2 separate regions of the Canis lupus genome follow, and region 2 is linked to region 1. The links are chromatin contacts, called in public Hi-C maps. All regions are on one chromosome and are shown on one strand. Each heading gives the region's core, a stretch centred on a gene start, on an enhancer-like site or on the middle of the called end of the contact. The rest is flanking DNA. Distances are from core to core; before and after follow the strand shown. Region 1 holds the start of IFI6 (interferon alpha-inducible protein 6). Region 2 holds the start of GPR3 (G-protein coupled receptor 3).

Region 1 (5,178 bases), core at 1,555-4,054:
CTAAAAGATTTTATTTTTAAGTAATATCTATACCCAATATGGGGCTTGAACTTATAACCCTGGGATCAAGAGTCACATGCTCTATAGATTAAGCCAGCCAGTTGCTCCTCTCAATTTTTATATTAAAAAAAAACTCAGAGGTGATAAGCAGAAGACTGACATTAGCTGCCGCAAATGGAAAAATCACAATCTCTCATCCAGATCCTAGATCTAAGTTCACATAACCAGAACACTTGAAAACAGGAGAGGCCATGCCCCATTAAGGAACAACTCTGCAGTGAATGCTATCATCGCTACAGTAGTAAATGTCCCTCCAATCCTTCCCCAAAGGGATCTGCTGACATTTGCTTGGGTAACTGTGCATTGGAAAGAGAAGACTATTCAAGATTTTCATAGACTGTTAAAGACATGGAGTCTGAGCTGACACAGAAAGTAAGAGACACAAAATACTGACAGCTTTCTGGTTAGAGTAGGGACTAATGGAGGTCAGGTAATAGATGGAGTTTAGCCCAAATCCGGTGGATGAAATGATCCTGAATGTGGCTGGAGGCATCTGTGATGGATAAAGTTTCTGTAGGGAGCCTATGGAAGCTCAAAAAGGAGAGTTTCAGTGAGGACCCCTGAGATCTACAGCAAGGATATACTCACCATGGTCCATTTTTTTAAAAGATTTTATTTATTAATCAGAGAGAGAGAAAGAGACAGGCAGAGGAAGAAGCAGGCCCCATGGAGGGAGCCTGGTGTGGGACTCCATCCCGAGACTCCAGGATCATGCCCTGGGCCAAAGGCAGGTGCTAAACCGCTGAGCCACCCAAGGATCCCAACCATGGTCCATTTAAACAAAAAAGTCCTGATGTGAAACTAGGCCCCACTGTGACCACCAGATGCCAGGTGACTTAAATGTCTTAAGCTAGATGTTATCAGACAGGAATAGCAGCAATCCAATATGATGGAAGTGTTATATTCAGGGCTGGACCCACAGGATTCAGAAGGCAGAAGTAAATGAACAGGAAGCTCAGACTCCCATTGTATCTCTGTTGATCTGACATCACTCCTGTAACTCATACCTATGGTCTCATGAAGGATTCCCTGCAATCGATTTATAGAAAAGGAAAGGAGTCAAATCCATTTCACAGACAGGTCAGTATGATATTTTGGCACTAGCTGGAAATGGACTACTCTACTATAGCCCCAGTTGGGTAGCCTTGGGCAGTGTAAACTCAGGCGCAGAACCATGAGCAGCGTGCTCTCTTGTCTCCTTTTGCAAGAGACAAATTGAGGTGTAGACAGACACTAATTCCTAAAAGTGGCAAATGGCTTGGAAAGAGCAAGATTTGAATTTTAAAGAAAAGCATATCTGGATAGGGAGCATAGGTAGGAGTAGGCATTAGGCATGAGGATCTTTGTGTCTCATGTTAACACTCACCAGAGGGACACTCCCGGAGTTCCGGGATGGAGTCCCACATCAGGCTCCCCACAGGAAGCCTGCTTCTCCCTCTATGTCTCTGCCTCTCTCTGTGTGTGTCTCTCATAAATAAATAATTAAATAATAAACAAACAAATAAATAAATCTTAAAAAAAACAAACAAACAAAAAAAAAAAACGACTTACCAGAGACTACCTACTGCAGAGGAGTTTGTCCAGCCAGATGGTCATTTGTCCTGTATTGTGGATGTCAACCAGGCTCTAACTTAGCAACTCTATTGCTTTGTGAAAGATCCATAAAAGAATGGCCATGGTAGCAAAGATGGAGGCTATGAGGGGACACTGCAACTTGACTCCCTCTCACCAAAGTTAATCCAGCAACTGCCAATATAGCCAACCAGCGGGCAGTAGGCTTCAGTATTGCAACATAGGTCAGAGAGAACAACAGCCAGCCACTTGGTGGCAGATCAATTATGTCAGCCCCCTTCCACTTTGGAAAAGGCAATGATTCATCCTCATTGGAATTGTTATGTACTCCAAACACCGGTTGTATTTCTTACCCATAGTGTGTCTGCAAGCATTACTATCCAAAAGTTTAAAGAATACTCAATCCATTACCAGGATCAGAGGACCTGTGTGCCAACGGTGTCATGCATATAGGCTTCACTGGTCTTACCAGATGCCTATCACCCAGAAGGAGCCAGCCTGAGAACACATGGAATTGAATGAGCTTCATTTCCACAAGCTTTCATCTCCTCTGTAGAATTATAAACAATAGATGATACTTCACAGGACTGTTGTGGGACAGGAAAGACATCATGTATATAGAGTATTTTACACAGGCCCTGGTATGCAGAAAGTATTCAATAAATGGGAGGCATTATTATGAATGGAATTGTGAAAGTCCTCTGCATCCCAAGAGGAGCTGGTGGTGGGGCTTCACTAAACCCAGCAGGGCCGTGGATCCCTACTCTAGCATGGTCTGCTTGAAATACTCTGAGCTGTTCAGAAAGTCCCTGGCTTCAATTACATGTTTCTGGGGATCCCTGGGTGGCGCAGCGGTTTAGCGCCTGCCTTTGGCCCAAGGCGCAATCCTGGAGACCCGGGATTGAATCCCACGTCGGGCTCCTGGTGCATGGAGCCTGCTTCTCTCTCTCTCTCTCTCTCTCTCTCTCTCTCTCTGTGACTATCATAAATAAATAAAAATTTTTAAAAAAAGAAAAGAAAAGAAAGTCCCTGGCTTCAATTACAGGTTTCTGCCAGTGGATTAGGCAGAGATGCTGTCAGTGAGCCGGGTGGAAGGAAAGGGAAAGGGAAAAGAAAACACAGGATGAGTGTAGTAAATGAAAACTCAGACTAGGATTGGTTGGTGGCCTGGGGGAGGAGAGGAGGCAGTCCAAATGTGATTACATAAAACCAGCCTGCAGCCAGAGAGCTGCTACCTCACTGTACCTCACTGCTGTTCCCATCTAACATCAGGCTCCTGGAAGGAAGAGTCCTCTTCTCCCCTCCTCCAAGGTAATCTCAGAAGCTAGGGGAGGGGTGTCTGGGTGGCTCAGTCAGTTAAGTGTCTGACTTCAGCTCAGGTCATGATCTCAGGGTCCTGGGATCGAGCCCCCACCCTGCATCCCCGCACTGGGGGGGGGGGGGGGTCCCTGTTCAGCAGGGAATCTGCTTCTCTCTCTTCCTCTGCTCCTCCCCACCACTTATTCTCTCTGTCTGTCTGTCTCTCTCTGTGTGTCCCAAATAAATAAATAAATCTTTGAAAAAAAAAAAAAAAGGGAGCTAGGGAGAATGGATGTCAAGCTGCCAACCTTTGCCAGGGCCTCATACCTCGAGAACCAGGATACCCATTCCTCAGGGAGGGTATGCCTTGTCCCTTGTAGTGTCATGAGCTAAGACTGATCCAAGGAGATGCGTTGGGGTTTTTAGGGGCTTGTGGTATAAAACTCCAAAAGGCATGAAACTTAGTTTATAGGTGCCAACTCAGCAATCTGTGGCCTTAACCGTGGCACTTCATTTCTTTGGGCTTTAGTTTGTCATCTGTAAAATGGAGCCCAAGCTACCTTACCTGCCTATAGGACTGGACGGTTTCTGTAACCCCTTTATTTTTTTTTTATAAATTTATTTATTTATTTATTTATGATAGTCACACACAGAGAGAGAGAGAGAGGCAGAGACATAGGCAGAGGGAGAAGCAGGCTCCATGCACTGGGAGCCCGACGTGGGATTCGATCCCGGGTCTCCAGGATCCAGCCCTGGGCCAAAGGCAGGCGCCAAACCGCTGTGCCACCCAGGGATCCCTGTAACCCCTTTAATGTAGGATCTGATGTGACAGTGAATTCATCTTTGGGGATAAAGTTATCTGGAGTGGTTGTTAGAAGTGTGGGTTTGGGCATCAGTTAACTGTGGGTTTAAATCCTGACTGAGACTTCCTTGCTGGGCAATCTTAGGAATATTACTTGACCTCCCCCAGTTTCACCTTCCTTATCTATAACACATGGTTGAGAACAATGGTACATACCCCATGGAGTTGTTATAAGTAACCTTGTGCCATAAAGTGCTAAGTCCTCAATATGTGGGAGATTATTTGTTTTTAATTCAAGGAAAATGCCTTGAGCTGACAAAGATCACATCAGAGGTAAGTTTGGGGGCATATGTATTTTCCTATTCTGTGCTATAACATTAAGAGCATAAGGTGTTTTTTTGTTTTGTTTTTAAAGACTTATTTATTCATTCATGAGAGACACACACACACACAGAGAGGCAGAGACACAGGCAGAGGGAGAAGCAGGCTCCATGCAGGGAGCCCGATGTGGGACTCGATCCCGGGACTCCATCCCTCCCGGGATCACACCCTGGGCCAAAGGCAGGCGCTAAACCGCTGAGCCACCCAGGGATCCCCAAGAGCCTAAGGTTTGAATCTGACAGTGTTGAGTGTGTGTCTAGGCTGCACAATTTGCTGTGTGACTGTTGTTGCCACGCTGAAACTGAAAGCCCCCGGCTCCTTAGAAGGATCCCGGGCTCCATCCGGAGCACCTCGTTCTTGCCGAGCGCGTCCCAAAGGGCACTGGGGACCATCTCCCTCTCCCCCTTCTCTAGGCTTGTGGCCGAGCCTGCGCGCGGCGCCACCATGCGGCAGAAGGCGGTGTCGCTCTTCCTGTGCTACCTGCTACTCTTCGCCTGCGGCGGGGTGGACGCAGGTAGGGATCCGCGCACACCCGAGGGCTGCGGGATAAAGAAGCCGAGAGTTTCGGAATCCCGACAGAGGGTCTCGGGTCCCTGGTTCCAACACGGGAAGGGCTATTCTAGTGCACAGCCCCGGGTCGCTGTGGCCAGAGTCCCGGATTCGAATCCCTACACGTCCATCCCTCCATCCCACCGAAATGTGCTCTGTGCATTTACGTGCCAGGCGCGGCGCCGCGGGTGAAGCCTCTTCCCTGCAGCAAGGCTCCCCGAAATGGGAGGTTGGGGCTGGTCCTGAGCAGCAGGCACAGAGGACCCCGCTGTCCCCTCCCGATAGGCAAAAGAAAAAAAGACAAGGAATATGGCTCGGAAGGCGGAGGCTCCGGGTTCCTGAGAGCGCTGACCTACACGGCCGTCGGAGGAGGTGGGTCGGGAGGGCGGCCGGCTGGGGAGGGGGGCGGGCGCCCCCTGCGGGTGCCCCCTCACCGCCGCCTCTTCCCGCAGGGCTCCTGGCCGCCGTGCTGCCCGCGCTGGGCTTCATGAGCACCGGCATCGCCGCCAACTCGG
Region 2 (5,510 bases), core at 1,133-3,632, 250 kb after region 1:
ATGGAGCCAGCTGGGCCCTGTAGGGATCTGGACAGAATCCTATGAAACACCCAATTTCCTAGAACTCCAGAACCAGCTGGGTCTTGGGGGTGTGGAGCTGGGAGAGTGGGGTGGGGGGGCGTTGGAACAAAGCCCTGGAGAACCTAACATTCTGGAATTCTGTAGTGATCAGGGCTGAAGGGTCACCAGGATATGACTAGACATCACTGGGGGAACGAGACCGGAAGGGGATCTTGGAAGAGGAACAACAGCAGCAGATGGCCCACAGCACTTTCTGCACATCCTGGTTGCGGAAGGCGTAGATGATGGGGTTGATCATGGAGTTATAGGTCGCAGGGAGCAGAGTGAGATAGGTGTAGAGAGATGGAGAGTGGGCATCTCCCAGCAGGCAGTAGACAGTGAAGGGCAGCCAACAGGCGGCAAAGGCGCCAAGCACCACGGCCAGCGTGGCGATGCCCTTTCGGGTGGCCACATAGTGGGAGGCGGGCAGCAGATGCCGCTGGAGGGCAATCTGCTGGGCATGGCGGCAGACGATGCGGCAGATCTGGGCATAGAGCTGCAACATGATGCCAAACACCATGAAGAAGGCAATGGCCAGGACCACCAGATGGTTCTTGGAGAGTGGATACACCACGCCACATGTGGCCCTCGCATCCAGACAGTTCCAGGCCAGCACGGGCAGCAGCCCCAGGCCCAGTGCGCCACCCCACACGAGGGCCAGCATCACATAGGTCCGAGTCACCGTTGTCTCTGAATAGTAGGTGAGGGCATTGTACAAAGAAAGGTAGCGATCGACGGTGATGGCCAGTAGGCTGCCCACGCTGGCAGTAAAGGCCATCGCCAGCACGCCAACCAGCACCAGGCTCATCTCCGCCGAGCCAATGCAGAACACAGCAGCAAAGTGCAGAACCAGGCCCAGGCCGGCCAGCAGGTCGGCCACAGCCAGGCTGCCCACCAGCAGGAACATGGGGGCACGGAAGGTGGGAGTGCCCACAATGATGGCCACCACGAGCGCATTCTCACAGGACACCAGGGTGCCCGAGATGCACAGCACCACATCCCAGGCTCTGGGTGAGGGCAGCGGTGCGCCTGGGCCTGTGGGCCCCTCTGCTGAGCCCACGCTGCTCACATTCACGTTGCCTGAGCCAGCGGAGAGCCAAGCCAGGGGGCTGCCTGCACCCCACATGGTGGTACCTGTGGGAGAAAGGCCCTGTGAGAAGCTGGCAGGGCTGGGTGCTACAAAGGGGTCTGTAGGGGACAAGGTGCCACTCAGGATACATTGTGAGAGTGTCTCCTCCGGATACCCAGCTGAGTCCCAAGGCCTTGTACCCCCCAGCCACACCCCAGGGCTGCTTCTGGGACATACCTGTCTCCCCCTGCCCCCACCCCCAGCCCCCAGTCCAGCAGGGGCCTATTTTCCTATCACTGTCCTGGGTCTCTTCAGTCTCTCTCCAACTCCCTGGGTCCTCCAGGCCTCTTTCTCCCACGTGCCTGGCCAGCTGAGAACCAGATGAAGGACTCCCGTAAGTGGATGAGGGCCCACGGGATCCAGGAGACGCCAGGTAGGCCCGGGACTGGGGAAGGGAAACGCATCTCTAGACTGAGCTCTGTTCCCTCCCCATCAGGGAGGATGACGCTCAGTTTCTGAGGCTTTCCAGACCCCTCACGATTCTCCGTTCCGCCCGCGAGGCTCCGCCCCCAGGGAAGGCGCGTGAAGGTCCCGCCAGCCCCCACCCTGCACTCCCAGGGTAACACCACCTAGGAACTCGGCCCCACCCCCAACTCACACCGGCCCAGACTTCTGTCCCCGCCAGACCCCTCTTCCTGCCTCAACCTCTGGGTCTTTGGAACAGACACCCTCTGCTGGAGGCCCGGATCCCTGAGTCAGACCCCTCCTGCCCCGACACCTGGATCCTGGGCCTGACTCGGCCTCCTGCCCGTATGTCTGGATCCCTAAGTCAGACACCTGCTCGGACGCCTGGGTCCCTGACTCACATGCCTCCTGCCAGCCCAATCGCAGAGGACCATCATTCCCTCCAGGGCCTTGGGCCTTGGAGGAGTGCGCACCCCAAGAGGGGTCACCCAGCTGACGGCTCTCAGCACCCGGACACTGGGTCCCCGCCTGCTAGCCCAGATTCTGGGTTCCCAGCCTCGACCTCCGACCTCTGCCAGCCGCTGGGAGCCTGTCCGCTGGCCCAGCACCCCAGCATCCTACGTGCCCTTCCAGATGCCTGGTGGCTGCGGCGGGGCCCGCTACTCACCTCTCAGGACCTGGTGCGGCCGGGCCGCGGGGAGATTCTGCTCGGGTCCCGGCGGCGCAGGGTTTGCGCGGACCCGGAGAAGCCCCCGCGGCCGCGGGAGAAGCGGCGTGAGTCACCCCGCCCCGCCCCGCCCCCGGCCACCGGACCGGTGACGTCAGCGGCCCGGCCGGCCAATGGGTGCGTCGCGCCGGGGCGCAGCGCGCGTTGCGCGGCATAGTAATGAGGCCTCGCACCGCCCGCTCCCCCATTCATAAAAAGCGATCGTGGCCGCGGCCCCGCCCCTCCCCACTCGGCCCGCGCTGTCCTTGACGCGGCGCCCTCTGCGGGCCGGGATTTCGGGGGGCGCAGGTGGGAGAGCCTTGGAAAAGTCCCGGGGAGGTTGTAGGGAATATGCAAGGGGAAGCAGATAGGGGACCCCGAAAGGCTGTGGGGTGATGGGACCCTCAGATGGCAGGGACGGACGGAATTCGGGTGACGGAGACCGAGTGATGAGGCTGAATGAGCGTCCTCAGTGAGGATGACGGGGGTTGCCAAGATGATGGGGCCCTGAGGTGGTGGTGACAGCAGCACGAGGGAGCAGGGAAGTGGGTGGCAGTGACAGTATGAGCATGGTGACAGGATCTTGGGGGATGGTGGCCAAGGGACGCTGCCATGCATAGAAAAGGAAGCCCCCAGGGCAACTATAGCAGTGTCAGGGTGACTGTGACATGATGGGGCTCAGGGATCCCATGGGGCAGAGACACTGCCGAGGGAAAGGGAAGGTGGAGTGTCCAGATGATAGGACCTCAGGTCACCCTGACCCTGTCACTGAGGTACTGAGGTGACAAAACAAAGTGTAAAGGATTGTAAGGTCCTAGAATGAAGATACTGGGTGACTGTTTTGAATGAGCCCCAGGGTGAGAGGGACAGGGTAGAGGGTCTGGACTGACAGTGGCCAGGCAGGTGAGCTGCTGCCAGGGCAGGTCCTCGTGATGCTGGGCCTGGGGTAAGGAGCTGGGTGACGTCACTCATGTCCGCCCAATAGCGCCCTCTCAGCACGGGAGGGGTGGGCCTGGCAAGATTTCAAAACCTGAATTATTTATTCAAAGATCTGGAAAGCCAGCAGGATAGTGGTGGTGGTGGTGGTGGAGGGGGCACTTCCCCGAAGCAGCAGGGGAGGGGGAGCCGGGAAGAACTTGGAAGCAGAAAACCTGGCAGCGCAGTCCCCAGGGCAGGCCCCTCTCAACCTCCCATCTTAGGCATCTGACAGGGTGGGGCAAGGAGAAGGAGCTCCATCTTCCCCAGCCCTGCCTGTCCTATGTAGCAGGGACATACACCACCCCAGCTGACTTTTCCAGAGGTGACAGATATGCCCAGGGGGACAGGAACTGGCTGCTTCTCTTTCCTCTGTCTCTAGCTTTGATCCTCAAAGGAATCATCCAGGTCTCTGGGATGGGGGGTGGAGGGCAGGGACCAGGTTAGGGATTAAGGAAACCAGAGGGGCTCAGATCCCAGGCCGCACTGACTTCTCCCCCCAGCACAGCACCACTGTGGTCCCCTCAGTAGGTGTGGGGAGGGGGAAGGAGGTGACAGGCCAGTGGCAGGGTACAAGGGAGGAAGAGGAGAGGGTAGGGGCTGGGGAAAATGATGTGTTTCAGGATGGAGGTGATGAAACCCTCCATTTCCTCACTGTGTGACTTCGGGTGAATTTCTTCAGCTCTTTGTGCCTGTTTTCTCATCTGTAAGATAGGGATAATGTTAGTGTCTGCCTCAGGATTGTTGGTAGGGCCTGGCACGTTATCAGCACTGGCTGTGTCTATCTGGCAGGAGGATGACACCAGGGAGGCATAGGTGTGCAGGTAGTAATTGAGTTTCTAGGGGTAGATGATATTACTCGGGAGGGAGCAGAGCATGGGAAGAAAAGCCCCAGGGAACACTGTCATCGAAGGCAGGGACTGTGGGTGAGTGTGTCCTTGCAAAGGGTCCTGGGCTTCCCTCTGCCTGGAACCCATTTCCCTTCATTCAGGCCTTTGTCCTTTTTTTTTTTTTTTAAATAATTTATCTTCTTTTTTATTTTATTTTTTTTTATGATAGTCACACACACAGAGAGAGAGAGAGAGAGAGAGAGAGAGGCACAGACACAGGCAGAGGGAGAAGCAGGCTCCATGCACCGGGAGCCCGACATGGGACTCGATCCCGGGTCTCCAGGATCGCGCCCTGGGCCAAAGGCAAGCGCCAAACCGCTGCGCCACCCAGGGATCCCAAGGCCTTTGTCTTCATCACTTCCACAGTAGGCTACCCTTCCTCTATCCTAGTGACCCCGCCCCTCCATCCCTCTCTCCCCCCCTTTCCTCCATGTATTATTTTTCAGAGCGCTTAGCACTCCTCCAATTATATGTTTCTTCATGTATTTTCTTTTTTTACTATGGATCAGCCCCACCGGAATATAAGCTCTGAGAGGGTTGAGACTTTGTTCCATTCTGTGCTACTACAGCACCTGGCGTCGTACAAATACTCGTCAACTGGATGCCTAAAGTCAAAAGCAGCATCTAGAGAAAGAGAAGAATAGTGATATGCACAGTGTCAAGAAAGGTGGGGGTACCAAAGAGAGAGAATACAGGGGCATCAGGCCCCCCAGAACTCAGGTATCTGCTCTCTTCTCCATCAGAGTTGGATCCCAACAACCGCTCAGCGGGTCTCTGGGATGAGCAAAGGTGGCTGGGAGGTTGGCAGGAGAGAGTTGTATGAGAGACTGTCTTCTGCTATTCTGAGTGACAGTAATAGCTCTTTATTTAAAAAAAAATTAAAAGATTTTATTTATTTGACAGAGAGAGAGAGATAGAGAGAGAGAGAACAAGCAGGAGGAGGGTTAAAGGGAGAAGGAGAAGCAGACTCCCCTACCAAGCAGGGAGCCTGACTCGTGGCTCCATCCCAGGACCTTGGGATCATGACCCAACCTACAGGCAGTCAACTGAGCCATCCAGGTGCCCCAGTTCCTTATTATTTTTTTTTGTATATGTTCATAGTTCATTAATCCTCTCATGCACAATCACCACAGATAAAGTCACTCCAGAATCTTTACTCATCTTGCCTGCACCAGCATTGGTCTGTGCAGTGCCCTGCCTTTCTTCGTTCTGTTCTCATGTCCCATTTGCTGTTTTCTTGAGGTCTTTTTCTTCTCATGCAGACCATGTCTTGCAAGGCTGTCTTTGGGTTCATTTTTCTTTCATAATCCAAGGAATTATAAATCATGCCCAAGCCAGTTGTCAT

What was found. A called contact is a pair of places that touch in the nucleus more often than the background predicts.
Region 2: a Hi-C map of blood shows a contact between it and region 1, with 2.9 times the contacts expected there. The contact joins the promoter of GPR3 here to the promoter of IFI6 in region 1. A contact is called at or near these places in 3 of 9 Hi-C or Micro-C datasets (amygdala and blood).

Annotation. Positions count from the first base shown.
Region 1 is chr2:72,031,661-72,036,838 of UU_Cfam_GSD_1.0, forward strand. It overlaps IFI6 (interferon alpha-inducible protein 6), which reads left to right and starts at 2,805. Exons shown (of 5, transcript XM_038531397.1): 1 at 2,805-2,943; 2 at 4,528-4,628; 3 at 4,949-5,035; 4 at 5,116-5,178. The coding sequence starts at 4,559.
Region 2 is chr2:72,278,150-72,283,659 of UU_Cfam_GSD_1.0, forward strand. It overlaps GPR3 (G-protein coupled receptor 3), which reads right to left and starts at 2,383. Exons shown (of 2, transcript XM_038529641.1): 1 at 2,262-2,383; 2 at 1-1,194. The coding sequence starts at 1,186. The coding sequence ends at 197. It overlaps LOC111093304 (a long non-coding RNA gene), which reads right to left. Exons shown (of 3, transcript XR_005355923.1): 3 at 2,549-3,979.